2 separate regions of the Sus scrofa genome follow, and region 2 is linked to region 1. A link is a contact called in public HiChIP or PLAC-seq data. All regions are on one chromosome and are shown on one strand. The core of a region is the stretch at or near the end of the contact, and the rest is flanking DNA. Distances in the headings are between cores, read along the strand shown. Region 1 holds the start of MDH2 (malate dehydrogenase 2, NAD (mitochondrial)). Region 2 holds the start of RHBDD2 (rhomboid domain-containing protein 2).

Evidence for each region. HiChIP or PLAC-seq counts read pairs in DNA pulled down with a chosen protein or histone mark.
Region 2: an H3K27ac HiChIP or PLAC-seq map of alveolar macrophages shows a contact between it and region 1. The contact joins the promoter of RHBDD2 here to the promoter of MDH2 in region 1. A contact is called at or near these places in 1 of 5 promoter capture datasets (liver) and 2 of 2 datasets of contacts at active chromatin or transcription factors (alveolar macrophages and skeletal muscle).

The regions. Positions count from the first base shown.
Region 1 is chr3:10,129,863-10,137,226 of Sscrofa11.1, forward strand. MDH2 (malate dehydrogenase 2, NAD (mitochondrial)) reads right to left here and starts at 2,843. Exons shown (of 9, transcript NM_001244153.1): 1 at 2,725-2,843. The coding sequence starts at 2,790. It overlaps STYXL1 (serine/threonine/tyrosine-interacting-like protein 1), which reads left to right and starts at 1,646. Exons shown (of 15, transcript XM_021086298.1): 1 at 1,646-2,413.
Region 2 is chr3:10,324,769-10,332,132 of Sscrofa11.1, forward strand. It overlaps RHBDD2 (rhomboid domain-containing protein 2), which reads right to left and starts at 4,870. Exons shown (of 5, transcript XM_021086310.1): 1 at 4,772-4,870.

The sequences.
Region 1 (7,364 bases), core at 1,593-4,092:
GATCACTCCCCCATCTTGTCTCCAATCCTAGGGACTCCCCAATTCCAACCCTACATTCCCGGTTTTGTTAGGCACCAACGTCCCACAAACCCAACTCTGTAAACAAGTTTATCCTAATAACTCTCCCACCCCTGTTCCCAAATGGCACCTGCGCTCACCCAAACCCAAACCTGCCGAACTACCTCCTGCCTCTTCCCTGATCAGAGACAGTCGGTTAGGGCACGAAGGACTTGGCATCTCAGACGTCTTCCCGACCTGCCCTTGATTTCTACAGATCCCACCATCTAACTTAGGTCCTCAGCCCCACGCCGATACCGTCCTTCTCAAAATTCAAACTTTAATCGTCTCCTTGCTCAACAAAATCTTCTCAAGGTCCTCCCCCCGCCCAGATGACTCAGCCTGGCTCCCAAGACTGACGCGCTCCGACCTGGGACGCACAAGCCAGTTCCACGGCCGTGAGGACCTAAGTGTCAAAGTTTGTGCTTTTGTTTTTATCTAACAGGTAAAGAATTAAACTCTACCAAGAAACAGACCTACCTACCTGTGCCCTCAACTAGGGTCCCTTAGTGAATCAGGGACACACAAGATGAACACAACACAGGGGAGCAGTGGGGGAGGATGGGATTGCTTTCAGTGTGGTGAAGTGATGTTTTGTGTTTGCATATTATGAGATTTCGTCAACTTAGTCAATATTTACAAAAACACTGGGGAGTTCTCCTGTGGTGTAGTGGGTTAAGGGTCAGGTGTCATTGCAGTGGCTTCGGCCCATTGGACATATAGGAGGAAACTTCCACATGCCACGGGTGCAGCAAAAAATGAAACGAACACCCCCCCCCCACAGTTTGTAGGAGGTGGAATCTTTACGGTAGATAAGGACCTTTGGTATTGCGGGTTAGCTCTCGATCTCTTTGTAAATGCACTGTCTCCTAATCTGATGACCTTTTCCAGGTGGAGGAGTAGTTGTCAACAGTGCTATTTGGCAGCTGGCTTTGAAAATGGATATATTCTAACACTTCACTTACAAGCTTGCTTTTTAAAATCTGTTATAGTTACTTTTAAAATTTGTTGTGTGTGTTATATTTATTAGTACATATAGAGAAAAATAAATACATTTAGGTTGAATGTTCATCACATTTTTTTCCTGATAAGGATACGCGATCCAAAGGTCTCTGCAGGGCAATGTACTATTTGGCTTAAGCTCATCTTTCTGACTTAAAAAAAAAACTGCCTTCTCAACATTTCCTCCTGTACATCCAATAGGCTTTTTCTTTTTCTTCTTCATTTTAGGGCCGCACCTGAAGCATATGAAGTCCCAAGGCTAGGAGCAGAATGGGAGCTGCAGCTGACAGCCTACCCCACAGCCACAGCAACTCCGGATCCTTAACCCACTGAAAGAGGCCAGCAATCGAACCCACATCCTCATGGATACTAGTCGGGTTACAGCTGAGCCATGATGGGAACTCCTGAATAGGCATTTTAAACAACACAAATCAATTCTGAGCTCCGGATATCTGCCCCTTCCATCTCCTTTTCTTCTAACAATCTGTATCATCTTGGCACACCTCAACTCGAAAGCCCAAAGCCTTGCTGTCCTCCATGGTCCCCTTTCTCTCAATACCCTTCGTTAAATCACCTGTCAGCGAATCCCATTGCCTTAGCTTCACTGCGTTCCCTTCCCCACTCCTCAGCATCTATCTTCATCCCCTCCACCTATCCTACATTTACTCCTTGTTGGCCAAAGTGCAGCCATCATGGTATCACTTGCAGCCCCAAGGACAATTTTTGGCAAACATGAATACTCAATGCGCTTATTTCTATATTTTAAAAATGAATTCCACTCACAGCAAACTGATCTGAAAGACAGAAGCTAAACAAGAAATGAGGAATCTCATTCAATAACCACCTCCCCTTTGGGTGTGGTACCTAAGAGGCAATGTGGGTATCTCCAGGCTTCTCAGACTTTGGCTATATGAGAATCACTTGGTAAAAATACTTAGGCCCGGATCCCAACCTCCTTTAATGAGCCTTCGCCTCCGATCGTCATCAGCTTCCAGGTGATCCTAACTCACACCAGAGTTTGAGAATCGCTGCCCTAGAAGACGGCTAAAAATAGGTTAGGCTTAAGTAGTCCCAGGCCCACATCATGTACTGTTACACCGCGTGGGGGCCGGCCCAGTCCGCCGGCAGCAGGAAGGAGCCTTCAAAAGGTCCTTAAGAGGAAGCAGCGTCTTCAGATTCTTAGAGGAAAAGCTTGTTGTTCCAAAAGTCACTGACGGTGGTCAGGAGAGCTGAATTTTAAAACTTTGGCCGAAAGACTGTGTAACCTTGAACCAGTGCTCTACCTTCAGCGTTTATCTGCACTACGGAGTTAAAAATTACACACTATTTGTACAGACGCTGCAGGAAGAACGAGGTTAGTCTCTCAAAGTACTATGGAAAATAAGTGGCTTTCGGCTCGAGAGCCCTGGCTTTTCAACCTGGAAGGAGCAGGCCCTCTGGAGGACCTGGAGGCGAGCTGTGGGGCTCGGAGAAGCGCATCGGTCCTAGAGTTGCCTCTCCCCTACTCCCGCACTTCCTGCGGGGTATCAGGGCCGGCCGAGGGGGCCACAGCCGCGGGTCGGCACCGGGCGGCCCCGCGGTCCAGGCTGACCTGGGAGTCAGGCTGCTAGCGAGCCAGCAACACACGTGGCCTACGCAGGGGAGCCTCTGCTTCGCAGGGCCTACCTGGGCCGAGGTGCTGAAGCTGCGGCGGAGAGCGGCGCCGGCAGGCCGGGCGAGGGCGGAGAGCATGGCTGGGGCGTGCGGGGAGAGGACCGGCCGGCAAACGAGCTGGCAGCAAGAAAGTGACTCCAACGACCTCCACACTCCACAGGCCCTCCCGGCTCCGCTCCGCCAGGTCTCGCGAGACTGGCCCGACTTCCGGCGCCCCACCTCCCGGATCTCGCGGTGTCTCGGCCGCATCCGGGTTGTAGCGGTGGCGGGCGGTGGGACGCGCCCGGAGCCGGGTCCAGGGCTAGGTCATAGCGCGGGTCGGGAGACGCGGTCGGAGTGGGAGGGAGAGTCTGCACCCGAGAGGTGGAAGAAGACGGGCTTGAGGCTGGAAGAGCCTTAGAGGAGCCATTTTGCAGGTGGGGCCCCAGACAGAGGCTCTGACAGGGAGACCGGCCGAGTTGGCGCCCCGGGCCCGGACTCGGCCAAACCTACCCCTCCTGCCCCTGGAGGCGGGAGGGGCTCCGAGCCCTGGAAAGCTTTGGAAAGGAAAGAGGGACGGGGAGGCCGAAAATCTTGGGATTACGGGTGGAAAAATGGGGGCTCTCCTAATCATCACTTCGGTGCACCCCTGCCCCGCCCCTGCTCACACAGACCCGGTCCACCCTCCAGTGTTGTCATCCTTCCTGGTAACCAGAACCTTCCACTGCAGTTTAGAAAGCTTTAGAGACACCCTGAGCACTGATCTTGTGTGCAACACTGATCTACTCTTCCTGAGTTTAGAGGGAAGCAGCCCCACGTTATAGATGCAGAAACAGGTGATGAGTTGCCAGTCCTTACTCCTCAGGTCTGCCCAGTAATAACGTGAACCCAGAATAATGTTTCTGCTGAAGGGGTAAAGAAACTGGCTGAGCTCGGTTAAGTGGATTTACTCAGAATCTACCTGGCCAGAAATAAAGATAGGGTTGCTGTTCAGAAGAAGCTTATTTAAATTCATCAGTTAATTTATAAGCTTCATTCACACACACCTCCCGTTGTATTTTATGGGCGTACAGAGAATTCCTTGCTCTCAGGAAGTTCAGGGTCAGAGTTCAGTGAATTGCGGCTCAGTGAAAACGAATCTGACTAGCATCTATGAGGACAAAGGTTCAATCCCTGGTCTCACTCAGTGGGCTAAGGATCCTGTGTTGCCGTCAGCTGTGGTGTAGGTCACAGGTGTGGCTCAAATCCTGTGTTGCTGTGTTGTAGGCTGACAGCTGCAGCTCTGATTGGATTCCTAGCCTGGGAACCTCCATATGCCTTGGGTGTGGCCCTAAAAAGAAAAAAAAAATTCAAAATCAAGTGGGGTAGATAAGTGAGCTGCAGGTTACTGCTTCTATAGAGGAGTGTACAAACTGACGGATAGGACCCATGGCTGAGCCTGCCTGAGAACATTGGTTGGGGAAGCAGCGGGTGCAAAGAACAGTTAGCACAAGACCCGAAGATGGAATCATGAGCAGGGAGTACATGATGACTGGCTTTTGTCCCTCCTTTTCACTTGTTCATTGAGCTATGAAAACATGCCAGCCCAAGCTTGGAGCTGGCTGCTCCACTGTGAGCAAGATCCACACATTTTCTGCTTTCAGGGGACTCGTCGTCTAGTGGGGGAGACAGGTAAATTGCAAGCAGCATGGTATGGCCAACCCTTGGAGAATTATGAGGGCTGTGGGGACACAGAGGAAGTCTGTCTCACCCCGACTTGGGGTGGAGGGGGCCGCCTCGTGAGAGGACTTTGGAGGATGAAGCACCGAAGCTGAGCTGTAAAGGAAATAAAAAGCAGGAGTTAGGCTCAGCTGCGCAGGAGGGAGAGATCCATGCCTGGGCTTTTGGGAAGGCTTTGGAGCTCTAGGAGCTGGGCTTTTAACAATGGGAAGTGTGCCAGTGAGAAAGAATGAGAAAAGAGCCCAAAGAAAAAGCTGGAGGAGACGGTAAACATAATTTTTGTGGGAGTGGGGACAAGAGGGCTGTGCTCTTTATCAGTGACGGTGTTTGTCTTTTTAAGGCCGCACCTGTGGCATATGTAGGTTCCCAGGCTAGGGGTCAAATTGGAGCTACAGCTGCCAGTCTACACCACAGCCATAGCAACTTGGGATCTGAGCTGTGTCTGCGACCTATAACAGCTCATGGCAACACTAGATCCTTAACCCGCTGAGCGAAGCCAGGGGTCAAATCCGTGTCCTCGTGGATGCTAGTCGGGTTCATTACTGCTGAACCATGATGGGAACTCGTAGTTGCTTTTTGAAAATCCCAAGGTGGTTCATAATCATCTTAACAGCTGCTGTGTTAAGGCACTGCCCTGCTTTGTAGTGTAACTATTATACTAGATAGGCAGAGCTTCCTTCAAGAAGCCTGGTGCAGTCGGAAAATGGTTGTATGTCTTCATTCCCACTCATCTTTTAAATCTTTGCTTGCCCTCAAGTTACATCTAGTCACCAGGACAAACTTGTTGCAATAAATAGCCTAGATGTCCAGTTCATATTAATATTCAAAACTCCGAACTTAACTCAAAAGGCTCCCCCGCTTCCCCTCTTGAGCTTGCTTCTGGCTCCTGCTTTTGGAGAGGAGAGTGGTTCACTTCTCCATTTCGCCATCTTACTTCCTCGATACCTCTCAAGGCTGAGGCTTCAGAGTCATCAGTGTTGGTGGAGGGGGGGCGGTGAAAATAAAGACGGGGCAGGAAAGGTCCTTTTGAGCTTGACGGGAGTTTGGAGCTGACACTCCATGCAGTGCTTTTGAGAGTCTCTTTTACCTGTAGTTTCCTTGACCTAGGTGGTGACATCTCAGTTTTGCTGCTTCCAGTTGCTACCTTAAACCCTGTTTTCTGGAATCCCCCACTACCTGCAATTGGTCCTTTGTCTGCCCAGGTGGCCCTTGTGGGCTTTAACAAGGCTTGTAGTTGGCCTTCTCTCTTGCCCGTCTATAGGAAACACATAGGATTTGCCACAACAAATTCTAGGGGTGTAGGCTGTTGCAAATGCAGCTGCCAGCGTCAGACTTGTCCAGATGTGGATCCACCACCAGCCTCTGCCTGCACAAGCTTCAGAGGGCACAAGCCAAGCTATTGTAGGGATTTTCTTTCTGGCTTCATGAGCTGTTTAAAGAAAATTGAGGAGTTCCCATCGTGGTGTAGTGGAAACAAATCTGACTAGGAACCATGAGGTTGCAGGTTCGATCCCTGGCCTTGCTCAGTGGGTTAAGGATCTGGTGTTGCCATGAGCTGTGTAGGTTGCAGACACAGCTTGGATCTGGTGTGGCTGTGGCTGTGGTGTAGGCCGGTGGCTACAGCTCTGATTGATCCCCTAGCCTGGGAAACTCCATGTGCCGCAAGTGTGGCCCTAGAAAGACAAAAAAAAAAAAAAAAAAAAAAAAAAGCTGAGACTTGTGTTTGAAATCAGAAAAATGCTAAGGAGATGAAGAGCTTTGAGATGCTAAAAGGAGAAAGAGAGAAGGATTTAAGTGGGAGGCAATGAGGTCAGAGGATGCTTATCCCTCCGATCTGGGAAGAAGCTTGAAGGGTACTCAGGGGGCAGTTGGTGGGGTGGGACTCTTAGTAGTCAGTGGCCTTAACCTTCCCAGGCATGAAAGTGAGAGCAGAATGAGATAATGAGAGAAGCTGTTGCCTGGGCGTAGGTTTGGATGACAGTTGTTGCCATGGGGGAAATACTGGGCAAATAAGGAATGATGAGCAAAGGATCATGGGTGGCTGTGAGAGCCACACTAAAGTTCTGTGTATACCTTCTGTTTGGCCAAGTTCATGTGGTTTGTCACAGACCAGGCCCCAACCAAGTTCATGGATGTACAGGTGGGGCCACACACAGACTTGCATCCATATACACCTTCTTATTCACATCCCTCAACACATAAACCTGGTTCTATGCAGGGGATTTGAAAAATGATTGCCATATGGTTTACATACAGAGCAGTACACAGATCTTAAGTGGGCAACTGAATGGTTTTGACAATTTACACCCTTGTAGCCACCACCCAAAATAAGCCATAGAAACATTGTTATTCCAGACAGTTCCGTCATGCCCCAGAGAGCTGCTTCCTGATACTTAACACCACAGATTAATTTTGCTCGTTCTTGATAGTATATCTTTATACGCAATATACAAATAACATTGATAGCCTCCTTGACACACCCTTACAAAAGCCACACACACACACACACACACACACACACACACACACACACACACACACACACATATATACACTCACCACTTTCTTCCTTATATAGGCTTAGACCGTAGTCATGAGCTATCAGGTTTTTTTTTTCCTTAGGTGCACATGTTCTCTGCTAACCTGCCTTCTCTTGAACCCTAAAATTGTACCTCAAGTGAAGTATTTTAAATCTTTGCTTTCAGATCCTTCGAGCTTAAATGAATTAGAAAGGTTGTAATTGTCCCACCTGCAGAGGAGTGTCCCTTATTTTTCTCTAGGTGCCCTAAAGTATTGGAAAATGGGGACATACATTTTATTTTATTTTATTTCCGCTGTACAGCATGGGGATCAAGTTACTCTTACATGTATACATTTTTCCCCTACCCTTTGTTCTGTTGCAGTATGAGTATCTAGACATAGTTCTCAATGCTACTCAGCAGGATCTCCTTGTA
Region 2 (7,364 bases), core at 3,620-6,119, 200 kb after region 1:
GTAGAACTACCGTATGACCCAGCAATTCCAATCTTGGGCATCTATCCAGACAAAACTTTCCTTGAAAAAGACACATGTACTTGCATGTTCACTGAAGCACTAGTCACAGTAGCCAAGACACGGAAACAACTTAAATGTCCATCGACAGATGAAGGGAGTAAGATGTGGTGTATATACACAGTGGAATACTACTCAGCCATAAAAAAACACAAAATCGTGCCAGTTGCAGCAACTATGGAGGAACTAGAGACTCTAAGTGAAGTCAGTCAGAAAGAGAAAGACAAATACCATATGATATCACTTATACCTGGAATCCAATACACCGTGCAAATGAACCTTTCCACAGAAAAGGGTTCGTAGATGCAAACTCTTGCCTTTGGAATGGAGAAGCAATGAGCTCCGGCTGCATAGCCCTGGGAACTATGTCTAGTCACTTATGATGGAGCGTGGTGGAAGATAATGTGAGAGAAGGAATGTATATATTATGGATGTGAGACTGGGTCACCCTGCTGTACAGCGGAAAACTGATAGAACGCTGTAAACCAACGACAGTGGAAAACGTAAAAATCATTTAAAATAATAAAAATAAAACTGTGTTATCCACCAAGCCAAGTGAAAACACAGCCACACGAAAGCGTGTACTAGAAAGCATGTTCATAGCACACGATGCACAACAGCCATGATGTTGAAACACCAAGGGTTTCGTCACCGATAAGTGGATGAACAAAGTGGTCGATCCATAAACAAAACATTATTCAGCCATAAAAAAGAACAAAGGCCTGACACATGTTACGACATTAATGAACCTTGAGAAAATTAAGCTAAGTGAGAGAAATCAGTCACGAAAGGCCATTCATTCTATTTATATGAAGTGTCCAGAATGGGGAAATCCCCGGTCTGGTATTTTCCCATAATCTCTTTGCCATAAATATCTTTGCCACAAGCATTTTGCTGCAGACACTTCTTCCCGCAGAACTAATTGGCCATAGAGCAATTTTGTTATAAAAGACTAAATAACAAAGAATCAAAGCGGGACATTGAGAAGGACACACAGACACAGGAAACCTGAGTCACAAAATTAAAAGGGCTTTATTGCAAAATACGAAGTGTCGGAATAAACTGAACGTTTGTGTAGGTTCACGGCAATACCGTGCAAATGACCGATGTTATTTTGTGGCTTGGGCTCAACCCCTGGTCTTCGAAGTTGTCCATTCATGGTTCCATACAGTTTTCTGCCTGTGGCTTCATCACACTGTTTTCCTTTTTCGCTAAAATTCCTCCTTTCAGAGTTCCCGTGGTGGCACAGTGGTTAACGAATCCAACTAGGAACCATGAGGTTGCGGGTTCGATCCCTGGCCTCACTCAGTGGGTTAACGATCCGGCGTTGCCGTGAGCTGTGGTGTAGGTTGCAGACGCGGCTCGGATCCTGAGTTGCTGTGCCTCTGGCGTAGGCTGGTGGCTACAGCTCCGATTAGACCCCTGGCCTGGGAACCTCCATATGCCGCGAGAGCGGCCCAAGAAATGGCAAAAAGACCAAAAATAAAATAAAATAAATAAATAAAAATAAAATTCCTCCTTTCAAGAGAGGTATCGGTTTCCAGGTACGAGGGTGCGTCCTTGTCTCCGAGCTCTGTGCGGCGCTGGGAGGAGCCCCCACACCACGGTGTTCTTGGCATGGTGTCGCATGTCTGTGGATAGATGTTCCGAAGTGCTGTGGGAAATGGGGTTTCAACTCTGTGCCTCGCAAGCCTTCGCCCCCTGTCTCCTCCCACGCAGGGGGTTTCAAAATAAGAAACCAGCTCCCGGGGCTGATCATTGTCATCTGTCAGCTCCACCAAGCCATCCATGATGCTGCCGAGAGGGAAAAACGCTAATTCATTTCCACCGGTTGAAACCAAACTGTCAAACCGGCTGTCAACCAGCTGTTTGCTCTTTCCTGGCAAAAATGCCTTCCAGCCCACGGGCCATGCGGTGATAATGTTTGAGGCAAAAGTACTGGTGGCAGAGATGTCAAAGACGCAGAGCGGAACCCCCACGTCCCACAGAACTTGGGAACATCCGTCAACAGAGGCTTGGAGCCGAAAAGACCTAGAACCGTTTGGAAGGTTAGGTAGAATTTTTACCATGTCTGGCGTGTGGCGACCTTATCAATGATCACGTATTACTAGAAAGGGAGACCCACTTTCCACTTTGGGTTCCAGCTACAAACACCCGACGGCTGCTCTTTGGGCTGAAAGATACTCTGACGCAAAGCTGGGACGGGGATAGAAAAAGGGGCAGGGAGGACTGGCCTGGGGAAATACAGCTATTTTTGGATCAGATAAGGCTTCCTAAAGCTCAGGCAAGGCAAAAGCATCTGTTGAGCGTCTGCTTCGTTCTACAGGGTCCAGGGGTCAGCTGGAGGCCTGGAGCTGGTGAACACACAGGCCCCACCGCAGGTGAGCAGCCGAGCTGAAACTCGAGTTCGAATCTCATCATCCTGACGCAGTGCTGAGCGTCGCTGTGGCTGGGCGTCATGCTTCCCCTGGACGGGGTAGAATTTTCACTGGCAGCCATTCTGGAAAGAGGCCAGTCCTTGGACGAAGCCTGAAGGGTGGAGAAGCAGGACTCGGACTGAAGGGAGGCGAAGGTCTTCTCCCTTTCTCCTGGCCTCAGGCCCACGCACCTGGGTTCTGGGGCAGAGGTAATGGGACGGTTCATTTCATGTGTCAACGTGGCTAGGCTAAGATGCCCAGGTGTTGGCTGGACACCAGTCTTGATGTGGCAGTGAAGATGTGTGTGTGCATGTGTGTGTGTGTGTGTGTGTGTGTGTGTGTGTGTGTGTGTGTGTGTGTGTATTTTGCTTTTTAGGGCTGCACATATGGCATATGGAAGTTTCCAGGCTAGGGGTTGAATCGGAGCTGCAGCTACTGGCCTACGCCAGAGCCACAGCCACAGCAATACGGGATCCGAGGCACATCTGGGACCTACACCACAGTTCATGGCAATGCCAGATCCTTAACCCACTGAGCGAGGCCAGGGATCGAACCCTCCCCTTCAAGAATATGAGTTGGGTTTGTAACCTGCTGAGCCACAACGGGAGAGCCCATGCGAAGGTATCTTTCAGATGTGACTAAACGTTAAAATCAGAAGACGATGAGGGAAGTGCATCACTCTTTGCAATATGATTAAGCCTCATCTAATCAGTTGAAGGCCTTAAGAGCAAAGCCTGGAGTTCCCTGGTGGCCTAGTAGTTAAAGATCGGGCACTGTCACTGCCAAGTGGCTCCAGTCACTGCTGTGGCGCAGTTTTGATCCCTGGCCTGGGAACTTCCACATGCTACAGGTGAGGCAGAAAAAAAAAAGAGAGAGAGAGCAAAGCCTGAGGGTTCCTCAAAAGAAGGATTTCTCCTCCAGCCTGTGACATAGAAACACTCCCTGAGCTGCCAGTCTGCTGCGCTGTGGAGCTGGGACTCAACGCTGTAACCGCAGCCTGAATTTCCAGCCTGCCATCTTGCCCTACAGATTTTGGACTTGTCAGCAACCACCATCGTGTGAGGCAATTTTGTAAAATAAGTCTCTATTTCTCTCTCCGTAGCATTACACCCGAATGGTTCTGTTTCGCTGAGAATCTTGACTAACACAGTTTCTTTGGAAACCAGCTCCTGCAGAGGGTTGGGGCTGGGAATTGGGCAAGAGCAGCGTTGGACGGGATCCTGTGGGTGGACGGGTACCCAGGGACTCTGGCTGCAGCCTCCCCGAGACGCAGCCGGGAGGGTCTGAATCAGAGTCAGCAGACCGAGGCTTGTGAGCCGAGTCCACCCCAGCCCACTGGGTGCAGCCCACAGAGTGAAGACTGGCTTCTGCATGTTTCGAGGGCAGTCAAAACAGACAAACACATGCGAGCTGAAGCAGTGGGATGTGGCTCTGCTCCAGGAAGGACGACGCCTTTCTTGCTTTGTGTTGTGTTTTGGACGCACACACGACATGCAGAATTTCCCAGGCCATGGATCGACCCCACACCAGAGCCGGGAACCGAGCCTTGACCGTGACAATGTCCAATCCTTGACTGCTAGACCACCAGGTCCCCTTTCTAATGGCAGGCTCCTCTTGTTTGTTCCAGAACTATACACGAAGTGCTGGAATAAAAGCAGCCCACAAAGACGAAGCTGCTTCTGAAAAAGCCTCAAAGAAAGGGTCTTTTTTCCCCACTTGAATGTACACATTTTCAGGAGGGGGATGCCTCTTTGTAATATATTTGTAACATTTGTGAAATGGTATTTATCAATTTTGGTATGTGCTTATTTAAAAAATGTATGTTATATATATATAGCAATGTATTAATTTACAAACACCAGATTTTCCACTCTCTGAGTTCATGAAGCTATTTTGTTCAAATCTCCCCCTGCAACTCTAACACCAGTGTCTTTAGTATCCCTGAGACCGTCCACACACACACACACACACACACACACACACATCTGTTATGAAACATTTAAAACATATGCAAGTCAAGAGAATAGTATAATGAAACCCCAAATACCCATCTCTAGCTTCAATAATAATCCATGTCTGGCCAGTCCCGTTTCCTTTATGTCCATCTATTCATCTCTCCTGCATTATTTTTCTCTTTTTAAAAAATTGAGGTAAACGTCACCTATTAACCATCTCAAAGTATGTATGTATCTCAGGGGCATTTCGTGCGTTCACAACGTTGTGCAACCACCAGCTCTGTCTCGTTTCAAAGCATTTTCATCAGCCCCAAAGAAACCCGCATGCCCATAAACACTCACGCCTTTCCCACGGCCCCCGGCAACCACGGATCTCTTGTCTGTCTCTTCGGATTTACTTTCCTGGATATCTCATCCTCTGCGTGACCTTCAGTGTCTGGCCTCTTTCACTTCAGTTTTCTGCTTTAGTAACTACGGGGGCGGGGGGGTAAATCATCACAATGTCATTAGAATATAATCATCGTGACCATTCCGACATCCCTCAAAATCAACACATTTTTGGAGTTCCCGTTGTGGCGCAGTGGTTAACAAATCCGACTAGGAACCATGAGGTTGCGGGTTCGAACCCTGCCCTTGCTCAGTGGGTTAAGGATCCGGCGTTGCCATGAGCTGTGGTGTAGGTGGCAGACGCAGCTTGGATCCCACGTTGCTGTGACTGGCGTAGGCCGGTGGCTACAGCTCTGATTAGACCCCTAGCCTGGGAACCTCCATATGCCACAGGAGTAGCCCTAGAAATGGCAAAAAACAAAAACAAACAAACAAAAAAAACAAAGTCAAAATCAACACATTTTTAGTATCACCTAATGAACAATCTGTGTTCAATTACCCCAGTTATCTCAAAAATGTCTTTTGGTCATTGGTTTGTTCCAACGAGAACCCCAACTAGGATCGCAAGATACTCTCCGTGGCAATGCCTCTCAGGTTTCTTTCTTTCTCTTTCTTATAAGAGTTAATTTCCATGGCGTTGTCCCTGTTCCAGGAAGGCATAGGCGGAGCAGGAATACTGCTTCCTCCGCTCCCACATCTCCTGCAATGGTTTTATTCCAATGCCTGTGTATCTAGAGCCACATTTGGAATCTCTGAGGAGGCGTCTGGAGCACATCGTGTTTAAGATGCCTCAGGCTTTACCGAGAGCCCTTGTGGAAACGGCGTGGGATGTCATCATTGGACATTATCGCCAGCCAGAAGCAGGTGTCTCTGCTATCTACAAAATATGCATTTCCATATTATTTATTTTTACTTTTTTTTTTTTTTTTTTTTTTTTTGTCTTTTTGCCTTTTCTAGAGCCACTCCTGCCACCTATGGAGGTTCCCAGGCTAGGGGTCTAATCGAAGCTGTAGCCACCAGCCTACACCACAGCCACAGCAACGTGGGATCCAAGCTGCATCTGCCACCTACACCACAGCTCACAGCAACAGCAGATCCCTAACCCACTGAGCAAGGCCAGGGGTCGAACCTGCCACCTCATGGTTCCTAGTTGGATTCATTAACCACTGTGCCACGACAGGAACTCCTATTTTTACAATATTTTTAGCATGAAATACTATATGACTTTTGTCCCCCTTTGTATTATAGGATATTAAAAACATACACATAATAGAGAGAATAGTATCGTAAACTTTCATGGACTCATCACTCAGCTCAACAATCATCAGCTGAGTGATGGAGGTTCCCAGGCTAAAGGTCGAATTGGAGCTGTAGCTGCCAGCCACAGCCACAGCCACGCCAAATCCAAGCCACATCTGCAACCTACACCACAGTTCAAGGCAATGCCGCATCCTTAACCCACTGAGCGAGGCCAAGGATTGAACTCGCAACCTCACGGTTCCCAGTCAGATTCGTATCTGCTGTGCCACGACAGGAACTCCGATTGATTCTTTTTATTTAGTTTTCAGAATGAACTGCCTCCTTAAGATCCCTTAAAAGTGACTGTTACGGGTTGAACTGTTTTCCTCTGTTAAAGTTCTAACCCCCAGTAGCTCAGAATGTAAGCTTCTTTGGGGAGTTCCAGTCATGGTGCAGCAGAAATGAATCTGACTGGGAACCATGAGGTTGTGGGTTCGATCCCTGGCCTCGCTCAGTGGGTTAACGATCCCACATTGCCATGAGCTGTGGTGTAGGTCGCAGACGCAGCTCAGATCTGGTGTGGCTGTGGCTGTGGTATAGGCTGGCAGCTGCAGCTCCATTTTGACCCCTAGCCTAGGAACCTCCATATGCCATGGGTGTGGCCCAAAATGCAAAAAAAAAAAAAAAAAAAAAAAAGAATGTGAGCATCCTTGAAAATGAGGTTGTTGCTGATGTAATTAGCTAAGATGTGGTCATTTGGAGTAGGACAGGCCCTTAATCCAATAGGACTGGAGGCTTCCTGGGAAGAGGAGCGAATGGCCATGTGATGACGGAAGCAGAGGGATGCTCCTACAAGCCAAGGAACGCCAAGGGCTGCCAGCAAACACAGCAGCTAGAAGAGGCAAGAAAGACTTCTTCCCTACAGGTTGCAGATGGAGCACAGGCCTGCCAACACCTTGATTTTGGACTTCTGGCCTCCAGAACAGGGAGACAATAAATTTCTCGTGTTTTGAGCCACACAATTAGTGGCATTTTTTGTCTTGTTTTGTTTTGCTTTTCAGGGCTGCACCCTGAAAAAGCACATATGGAGGTTCCCAAGCTAGGGGTTGAATTGGAGCTGTAGCTGCCGGCCTATGCCACAGTCACAGCCACAGCAATGCAGGATCCGAGTTGCATCTGCGACCTACATACACCACAGCTCATGGCAATGCCAGATCCTTAACCCAGTGAGTGAGGCCAGGGATCGAATCTGTGGCCTCACAGATGTTAGATTCGTTAACTGCTGAGCCATAATGGGAACTCCTGGTGG